2 separate regions of the Oryctolagus cuniculus genome follow, and region 1 is linked to region 2. A link is a contact called in public Micro-C data. All regions are on one chromosome and are shown on one strand. The core of a region is the stretch at or near the end of the contact, and the rest is flanking DNA. Distances in the headings are between cores, read along the strand shown. Region 1 holds the start of MAP10 (microtubule associated protein 10). Region 2 holds the start of SIPA1L2 (signal induced proliferation associated 1 like 2).

Region 1 (4,471 bases), core at 342-2,841, 180 kb before region 2:
CTCTGAGGCTAGCTGCTCCAGCTGCTGTTTTTCTTGTGGGGTCTGAGAACGGACCTCCTCTGCCTCCTGCACCTCTCTGCCCGCCACTCCACCTGCGCAGGTGGTGGCCTTGATGGGCCGCTCAAGATGGCCCAGCAAGCGGCTGCCCAGGTCAGTCAGGCGGTAGGCCAGCACAATGTCCCCGATCTGCTCCCCCGCCCGGTTACGCAGGGGGAAACTTCCCCGGAGGCCCTGGGAGCACCCGGAGGCTGCCGGCCCTACGACCTCGTGGGCCGCGGACGCCAGCGAGACGTTGCAGGACCCCAGGAGCTGTGGGGTGGGCGTCGGGCGGCCGGGAGGCAGCTGCAGCAGCAAGGTGTAAAGGGGAGTCCGAAGGAGGAGGCGGTGCAGAGAGGCAGGGTGGAAGCGGAAGAGACAGGACTTGCCGCGACCGAAGCTGATCACGCCGTGCCGGGGTTCCGGGGCAGGCGCGGCGGGGCCTCCTGGAGGGTAAACCAGCAGCGTGGGGAAGTCCAGCAGGCGGAAGGCCACGGCGGGGCACAGGTCGCGCGTCTGCGAGGCCCCCTCCTGCTCCTCCTCCTCCTCCCCTGCACCCGAGATCGGCGACTGCAGCCCGGCTCGGAGACGCACGCAGTCTACCAACAGCTCCAGCGAGAAAAGGTGCTCGGACAGCGCGGCCGCCATGGCTGTTGCCCCAGGAGACGCCGCTGCGGTCTCCGCTGAAAGCTGAAGACCAAGACTCTCGCGAGAGTGAGGGAAAAGCGGGCGCCTGGCAGGCTATCTCGCGAGACTTGAGGGGCTGTCCCTTGCTGCAGCCGTCCTGGGAATTTAAGCTGCTCTGTGTATTTGATCCGATTGCACCGATACTCGGTGTAAGCACTTTTCTCCTAAAAGGCTTATATTAAGACAGTTGTCTGATAATAAGACTGAGGCTGTGAGTGGTAAAACACAGGGTCGCTCGCTCTTTCGCCCTCTCCCTCCCCCTCTGTCGTGTTTTTAATCATTGTAGCTCCCATAAATTAAGGGATCAGATCAGATATTCAAAGTAAATTAGTACTGTCTTCCAGTTCCCAGGCTACAGGAAACCTCCGAATTGTCCACAGTCAACCTTTGTGGCTGCCGTTTTGCCTAAAAGATAGGGACACTGCTCCGGTGGCCTTGGGAGCCTCTGTCTGTATGTGTGAACACGTTGACAATGACTCTCTTCCTCCCTTCTTTGCTCAGATTATTCTAAGCCTTCTCAGCTAATCTTTGACTTTGGCATCTGACCTTGTGGCGCCAGCTATCCAGTTGTAAAATGATTTATAGAGAACCTATAACCCTTCATATCTGACTATTCTTGATACCTAATCAAATTCTGCCTCCCCCTACCCTAGGTATCTGACTGCCCTAGCCTGCCTTCAGGAAGAATCCTTTTAGATCTGTTTTACCAAAATCTTTTTCCATCCTCTATGTTTCCTTTTGGTAATTTTCCACTCGGCCACCTCTGTCTTCTGTTTGGCTATAAATCTCTGTGTTTTGTACCCAGAATTGAGCCCAACTCTATACTGAGGTCTCCTATTGCAATAATTCCTGATTAAAATGTTTTTACCTCTACTATCTGACTCTGTTTTTTCTTTGAGAATATTTCCAGCTGAACAATCCCCTATGAAAGTAATGTTATAGATCCTATTATACATGCACACATGTGTGCACATTTGGGCACACACACATAATATAGAAATACAGCTTATTGCAATATCCCAGGTCTTTTTTATTTTTTATTTTTTTTTTATTTTTTTTTTATTTTATTTTTTTTTTTGACAGGCAGAGTGGACAGTGAGAGAGAGAGACAGAGAGAAAGGTCTTCCTTTTGCCGTTGGTTCACCCTCCAATGGCCGCCGCGGTCGGCGCGCTGCGGCCGGCGCACCGCGCTGATCCGATGGCAGGAGCCAGGAGCCAGGTGCTTTTCCTGGTCTCCCATGGGGTGCAGGGCCCAAGCACCTGGGCCATCCTCCACTGCACTCCCTGGCCACAGCAGAGGGCTGGCCTGGAAGAGGGGCAACCGGGACAGAATCCGGCGCCCCGACCGGGACTAGAACCCGGTGTGCCGGCGCCGCTAGGCGGAGGATTAGCCTAGTGAGCCGCGGCGCCGGCCTATCCCAGGTCTTTTTTAAAAAGAAATATACTACTAATTCCAGTGAGCTAGCCAACTAGAAAAACAAGGCCAATATGCAGAGAATCTTGAATGTCTTAGTAAGGAGTTTGGACTTTATTCTGCATACAATGTTTTGAATGAGTAAGTTAAATTCATATGAATGTTTGGAAATGTAGCAGGAGGAGGAACACAGGACGGATATTACTAATAATTTGGATTCAGAGCCATCAGAAAAGTATTGCAATGGGCTAAGTGAGACAGGTATAGCATGAACATTGCTCAGGTTGGTGGAATTAAGGGGGAGATGACGGATGGAAGAGGGATTTTCTGATGGAGGGATTTTAGAATTTTGTGACTAGAAGAGAAGGTGTGCATGAAAAATTCATGCTATTGAAGGAGAAATTATTGAGGAGGCTGAAACTTGATGAGGGAAAATACCCTTGTACCTGCTGGACATTACATGGATATTTCAATTTTATCCAGCTTTATAATTTGGAGTTAAATTATATTGCTTGATTCTCTGAATAACATTAATGAAGCTCCAGAGTTCAGAATTGGAGGGACTTGGTACTATAGTGTGAAGATGTGAGAGGGGGGTTTTATTGCATTATGTAAATAGAGATACTGCTCTTGTCCTTAAGAATCTTACTACTTGCAAAGGCACATAATAAAGTGACTTACTCAATGGCAAATTAATAAGTGAAAGCAATGAGGTATTAAGTCCTTCTATGCCAGAAAAACACATGAAATTCCTTGAAGGTGTTCTGAAGTAAGACTTTTGAGTAAGGTTAATAATGGGGACAAGAAGCACTTGTATATCTCCTATACTCCTATGTGAACAGAGAAACCAGTGACCCTCTTCCATAAGGACATTGCTTTTATATTATGAAGAGTCATTAAAAAGTTTGTGAAAAATACATGTAATGAAAAAAATTAGGCATGGATTTCAAAATGTTTTTGACCAAAATAAGCTTATTTTTAAATTCCATTTTCTATGAAGTTTTTGAAGTACCCTCTTATGTCAAGTTTCTTTTTATTTTATTTATTTTAAAGTTTGTTTATTTATTTGAAAAGCAAAATTACAGAGAAGGAGGGAGGGGGAGAGAGAGAGAGAGATCTTTCATTGCTGTTTCACTCCCCAAATGCTAACTAACACCAGCTAGGGCTGGGCCAGGCTGGAGCAGGAATCAGGAACACAATCCAGTTCTTCCATGGAAGTGACAGGAACCAAATTACTTGAACCATCACTGATGCCTCCCAGGGTATGCATTGACAGGTGGCTGGAATCAAACCCAGGCAGTCTGATGTAGGGCACGCACAGACTAGGAAGTTGAGGGTTGTGTTACAGCCTTCTTGTGTTTAGGTTCTCTTCCATTGTCCTCAAAGGCTTGCATGCAGCATTCTGGATACATAACACATTCCTAGAGCAAGAAAATTTCAGTCAGGAGATGTAGATGTCTAAAGTCATTCGTTCAGGACTTGAGATGAAAATGTCTTGACAGAAAGGTGCCCTGTCCCAAGACTTAATTAGAAACTCCTAAAATCTAAGTCAAATGCCCCCCCCTCTCTGCTTACCATATAACAAATGGACCTCTGCAACGTGCTGTAAACAATCAGAACTTTAATCTGTCTTCACATATTCAGTCATTGGTAATGCTGATTTGACTTTAATCTCAGGATAAACATCAGTGTCTGAATTGTTTGAATCCAACTCTTTCTCCTTATTTCCTGTCTTTTCATCTCCTACTGTTTCTTTGTTGTTGTTCTTGTTGTTTAAAATATTTTATTTTATTTTTATTTGAGAGGCAGAGCTACAGACAGAGAGAGGGAGAGACAGAGAGAAAGGTCTTTCATTCGCTGATTGACTCCCCAAATGGCCACAAAGGCTGGAGCTGGGCCAATCCAAAGACAGAAGCCAGGAGTTTCTTCCATGAGGGTGCAGGGGGCCCAAGCACTTGGGCCATCTTCTACTGCTTTCCCAGGCCACAGTAGAGAGCTGGATCAGAAAAGGAGTCGCGGGGACCAGAACCAGCACCTAGTGTGGCAGGTGGAGGCTTATCCCACTATGCCACAGTGCTGGCCCCTCCTACTATTTCTAACTTTCTGGAGAGGGAGAATCATAGTTCTTCCACATGTTGTCATTAAATCAAAGGCAAAATTATGATCAGAATCATGATTACCACTTCTAAGATTATGAATATGAAATAGTTGTTGTAAGTGCAAATAATCTAAAAACATTCTTTAAAGTGGATCAAAGCTCTACATTGCATTTTCAGTTTTTATTTTGAAACTTCTAGTATGTGATATTGGGAATCCATTCACTTGGGAAACAGG
Region 2 (4,270 bases), core at 1,672-4,171:
CTTAATTGCAGAAGGACTTGGCACTTCTTGCTTTACTTCAAAAGCCCACAACAAGTTTCTGTTGTGAGAGGTTTCCATTTTGAAAGAAAGTGAAGCAGTGTCCATATGCTCATCTGTATGTGGGGACGTCCCTTCTAAGGAGAAATAGGACTGGCATGGCCAAAGTGCCATATGAAGATTTGTTATTTAAGTGACTAAGCCCATGTGTGGCCAAAGGGCATGGCTGTTTCCCCAACGTGCCTTGTGTTAGTAAAATGGTACTGGCTTCCTAAGTCCCTCTGGACTTACTAGAAGTCAGGTGACCAAATGGCCCAATCACAAGTGTCAGCTCCACCCCCACCCCCACCCTAAATGTCAGCTCCGACTTCCTTACCTGTGCAAAGCTATGTAAGACCTGTTCTAGTACAGGCTGTTTTCTCCTGCACAGGGAGGCAGCCTGTCGGGTTTCCCCCACCGGACCATAAACCTTCTCCCTTACTCCGGTGTTTGGTGTGTTTTGTAGTGACCTTTCACCTTGCTCAGTTGGTTTCTGTGTCTTTGCCCACTGTGCTTGCTCTCGCCAGGGGTATTGCTCTGTTTTCTCCTCCCTGCCTGCCGGTTTGAGAAACGAGGCAATTGGCACCAGCTTTGCCTGCAGACTGCTGGCTCTCCTGTCCTCCCTGTGGGCACCACTCACTGATGCTCCTGAGCACCCACTCTTGAGTGCTGCCCCATGTCATGAAATTCACCCTCTGGCAAACAGTCCTTGAGTCCTTTGAGTCTATACGTAATCCCCTGCACATAGTATACAATCAATACCTATTCGTTGCAAATGATGGACGTTCATTTAACATAAAAGAAATAGTTAGGAAGAGGGTTGGCAGCAGAAAAGGGAAGGGAGAGATAAAGGTGGGAATAGAAACCCTTCTTTGACTTAGCCATTCAGGTTTATTACAGTCATCTGTAAGCAGACTCTTGCTGTAGTGCATCAAGAAAATAAAACCTCTATTTTGCTCATTTCAAAAGTAAATAGATACAAGTCCCAGGCAAGGTCAGCCAACAAGCTCAAAACCTTGGAACTGAGAAGACAGCTGGTATGTCTTTGAACTCAATGCCTTTTATTTTTCTTAGAGAAAAATAGGTAGACTGATGTTGGAATTATTTCAGGAGTTGATGTGCTGAATCAGAATTGCAAAGAGAATTAATTCCTTGAGTTTGTTTCTTTAGAACCCTCTAGAGCCTGCTGAAATCCACCACAGAAGACTTTTGAGGGATAGCAAATGAGGCTTGGGGAGAAAGCGAGAGGAAATCTTAGCTTGGGGAAAGGTGAAAGTGAGAAGATAAAAACATATGATCGTTCTCTCTAGCTCTCAGGCAAATATAATTTCATACCTCATAGTCAATTTTTTTTTAAACCAGCAAAATTTATAGCTTTAGAACAAGAATTCTTCAGAAGGATATGCTGAGGCCCTTGTTTGCATCACCATTGTTCTGAAAGGCGCTGTTCAGGCAAGAGAAAAGGGCGCAGTGCCTGCTTGCTGAGGGCAGGCACGTTCTGATCCGGGAGGGTTGCTTGCAGCTCTGAGTTCTGGGATAGTCTCTCTCTCTCTCTCTCTCTCTCTCTTTACGATTTATTATTATTTGTTTGAAAGAGTTACAGAGAGATAGAGACAGAGAGAGAGAGGTCTTCCATCTGTTGGTTCAGTCCCTAAATAGCCGCAATGGCAAGAGCTGAGCTGATTCGAAGCCAGGAGCCAGGAGCTTCTTCTGGGTCTCCCATGTGGGTTCAGGGCCCAAGGACATGGGCCATCCTCTGCTGCTTTCCCAGGTGCATTAGCAGGGGGCTGGATCAGAAGTGGAGCAGACAGGACTCAAACTGGTGCCCATATGGGATGCCAGCACTCAGGCTGGGGTTCTAACCCGCTGCACTACAGCACCGGCCTTGTCAGAAACTCTTTAAGGACTTTCACAAAGGCACACAACGGTTTGCACAATTACCTACATTGTAAAAAATTGCTGCCAACTTTGGTAGTGGAGCTAAGGGCTTAGATATTTAATTTTAGTTTGCAAAACAGAAAAAGAGGGCTGGAAAGTGACAGAGGAAGAGAACTGTGGCCAGCATTGTCACTGAGAATGTCTGGTCAGACTTCATGTACAATGGTCACATAGGGACATGAAAGGGCTATGTTTCTCTCCTCTATTAGACAATGCAGCAAGACCTATCGCAATGGTTCAGGATTGGCTTTGTGCTACAGCAACACGTTGGAGGGCAGACACAGTTCTTCTCCTCATGGCCCTTACAGAATAATGGGACAGGCATGTGCAACACTGTGGGGTGTAAGGAGTACCGTCACCTGATGTATGAAGGGAAGGCTCCTCCCCAGGCACCCCCACACACACCCAGGAAAAGTCTCTTTATGACTACTTTTGTGGGATTTTTGTTCTTCCTTCTCCAAAAGCATCTGCAATGTCAGGAGAGTGTGAGATGAACTGCTGAAAAGCAGAGCCTGTGTCCCATGCATTTTTATAAGCTCACAGGGTCTCCATAAATGTTGGCTGAACGAATCCATAACAATCTGATAAAAGATGATCATAGGGTGAGAGTTGGGAAGCCCATCAAAACCTGGGGAAGCCAGAAATTTTGTAGTCATAGAGGTGCTATTTGACAGTTTTCATTGTACCCATTCCCAGGTGTCATGCTTATTTGAAAAAGATATAAAAGACTGTACACCGTGTATGTATGCTTTAGATCTCAAAGATAAAGCATGGGAGGGACAGCCTGTAACTTTTAAGGGGGTTGTGTTCTAGGAAGTGTTTCTGATAGGGAAGTGGAGATAACCTTATCTCTTCAGGAAGAATTCTGCCTCTGAGGAACTGACATCTCCGGTTCAGTCTCAGGGAATACAGCCTGCTCCGGAAACCCTGCGGAGTGGCTGGAAGGGAAGTCGCGGGCCACCTAAGCCTCCTGCTGGTAGGTGACTCCCACCATACCTCTCAGGCAGAGTCAACTCCAGTCTAGCATAAGGCATTCTTCTGCGATTCCTCATCTTTCAGGGTCCAAGTCAAGTGGCAAGCTGTGTAAATCGATAGCGTCAAGTAATGCTTTCTCCCGGGTGATCAACATTACCTCGGAAAGCAGACACTATGGGTCTAAAAAGTTCATTTCCTCGTTGTTGAGATAAGGATCTAAGAACATTTCTCTCCTGGCTGAGCACCGCTGGCGGGCGGGGAGAGACGTCCTGGGCTGGGCCGGGGGACGCGGGGACTCCCAGCCTCTCCCTGCGTGCCTCCCGTTTCGGAAAGGCCTCTCCTCCACCATAATCCCTTTTCCATTTCCTAAAGCGTTTCTACGTGCACCCTCCCGCACCCCTGGGGCCCGCACACGAAGGCGCGCTCCGCCGGGGCTCTTCTGAACAAAGTGAGTCGAACCGTTTGGCCGGTTGCGAGGCCGTGGCAGGTGCCGCTCCGTGCCCACGGCTGTGCGTGTTGTCCCGGCCGGGGGCGCTGAGGCTCCCGAGTCGCAGGGACCGGAGCGCCGGGCCAGCGAGTCCGTCCTGTCTCCGGTGAGCAGAGGGCCGGGCGGGGTCGCATCTGCAGCAAGGGGACGGATCGGAGCCGGATTTGGGGTTTTTAACTTCTCCAGAGGAGCGAAAGAGAGTCCGGTCGGCAGCAGTGACGGGTCGCCCGGAGTCAGGGTTCCAGGTTCACAGCGGCCCCCACAGCCCACTCCCCGGGGAAGGGACTCGATGCCCCTCCCGGACGCGCCGCTCCCGCGCGCCGCGGGGCCTGGGAACAGCGCACCGGCTGCGCCCCGAGCCCCGCGGGCGGTGGGACAGACGGCGCCCGCGCCCAATCGCAGGGCGGGGCCGAGGGGGCCTGCAGGCTGCGGCCAATGGGAGGCCGCAGAGCGGGCGAGGGGCGGTGCCGCCCGGCAGGCGGGCGGCGGCGTCGGGAGCCGGCGCGGCAGACGGGGAGCCCGGGAGGAGTCGGCGGAACGGGAGGAGGAGGAAGACGGAGGAGGAGCGCCGCGCCCCCGCCGGCCGCCTGCCTGTTCACAGGCCGAGAGCTCCAGCGGCAGCCGGCGGGTCCGGGCCGCCTCCGCCGGAGTCCGGCGCGGGCAGAGTCCGGGCCGATGGGCAGCCCGGGGCAGCGGCGGGCGGCAAGGCAGCTGCCCCGGTACGCGCCGCCAGACGCGCGCGGGCTGTAGCAGGTCTCGGAGGACGGCGTTCCCGAGGTGCGTGTCTGGGCGCTTCTGCGACGGTCCCGGAGGGTAAGGGGTTGCCCTTCGCGG

What was found. A called contact is a pair of places that touch in the nucleus more often than the background predicts.
Region 1: a contact with region 2 is called in a Micro-C map of ear pinna, with 2.8 times the contacts expected there. The contact joins the promoter of MAP10 here to the promoter of SIPA1L2 in region 2. A contact is called at or near these places in 3 of 6 Hi-C or Micro-C datasets (ear pinna, skin fibroblasts and an unstated tissue).

The regions. Positions count from the first base shown.
Region 1 is chr13:52,254,656-52,259,126 of mOryCun1.1, reverse strand. It overlaps MAP10 (microtubule associated protein 10), which reads right to left and starts at 1,591. Exons shown (of 1, transcript XM_008268256.4): 1 at 1-1,591. The coding sequence starts at 684. All of the region lies in intron 4 of LOC103350933 (a long non-coding RNA gene), which reads left to right.
Region 2 is chr13:52,073,412-52,077,681 of mOryCun1.1, reverse strand. It overlaps SIPA1L2 (signal induced proliferation associated 1 like 2), which reads left to right and starts at 2,921. Exons shown (of 23, transcript XM_070055527.1): 1 at 2,921-2,950.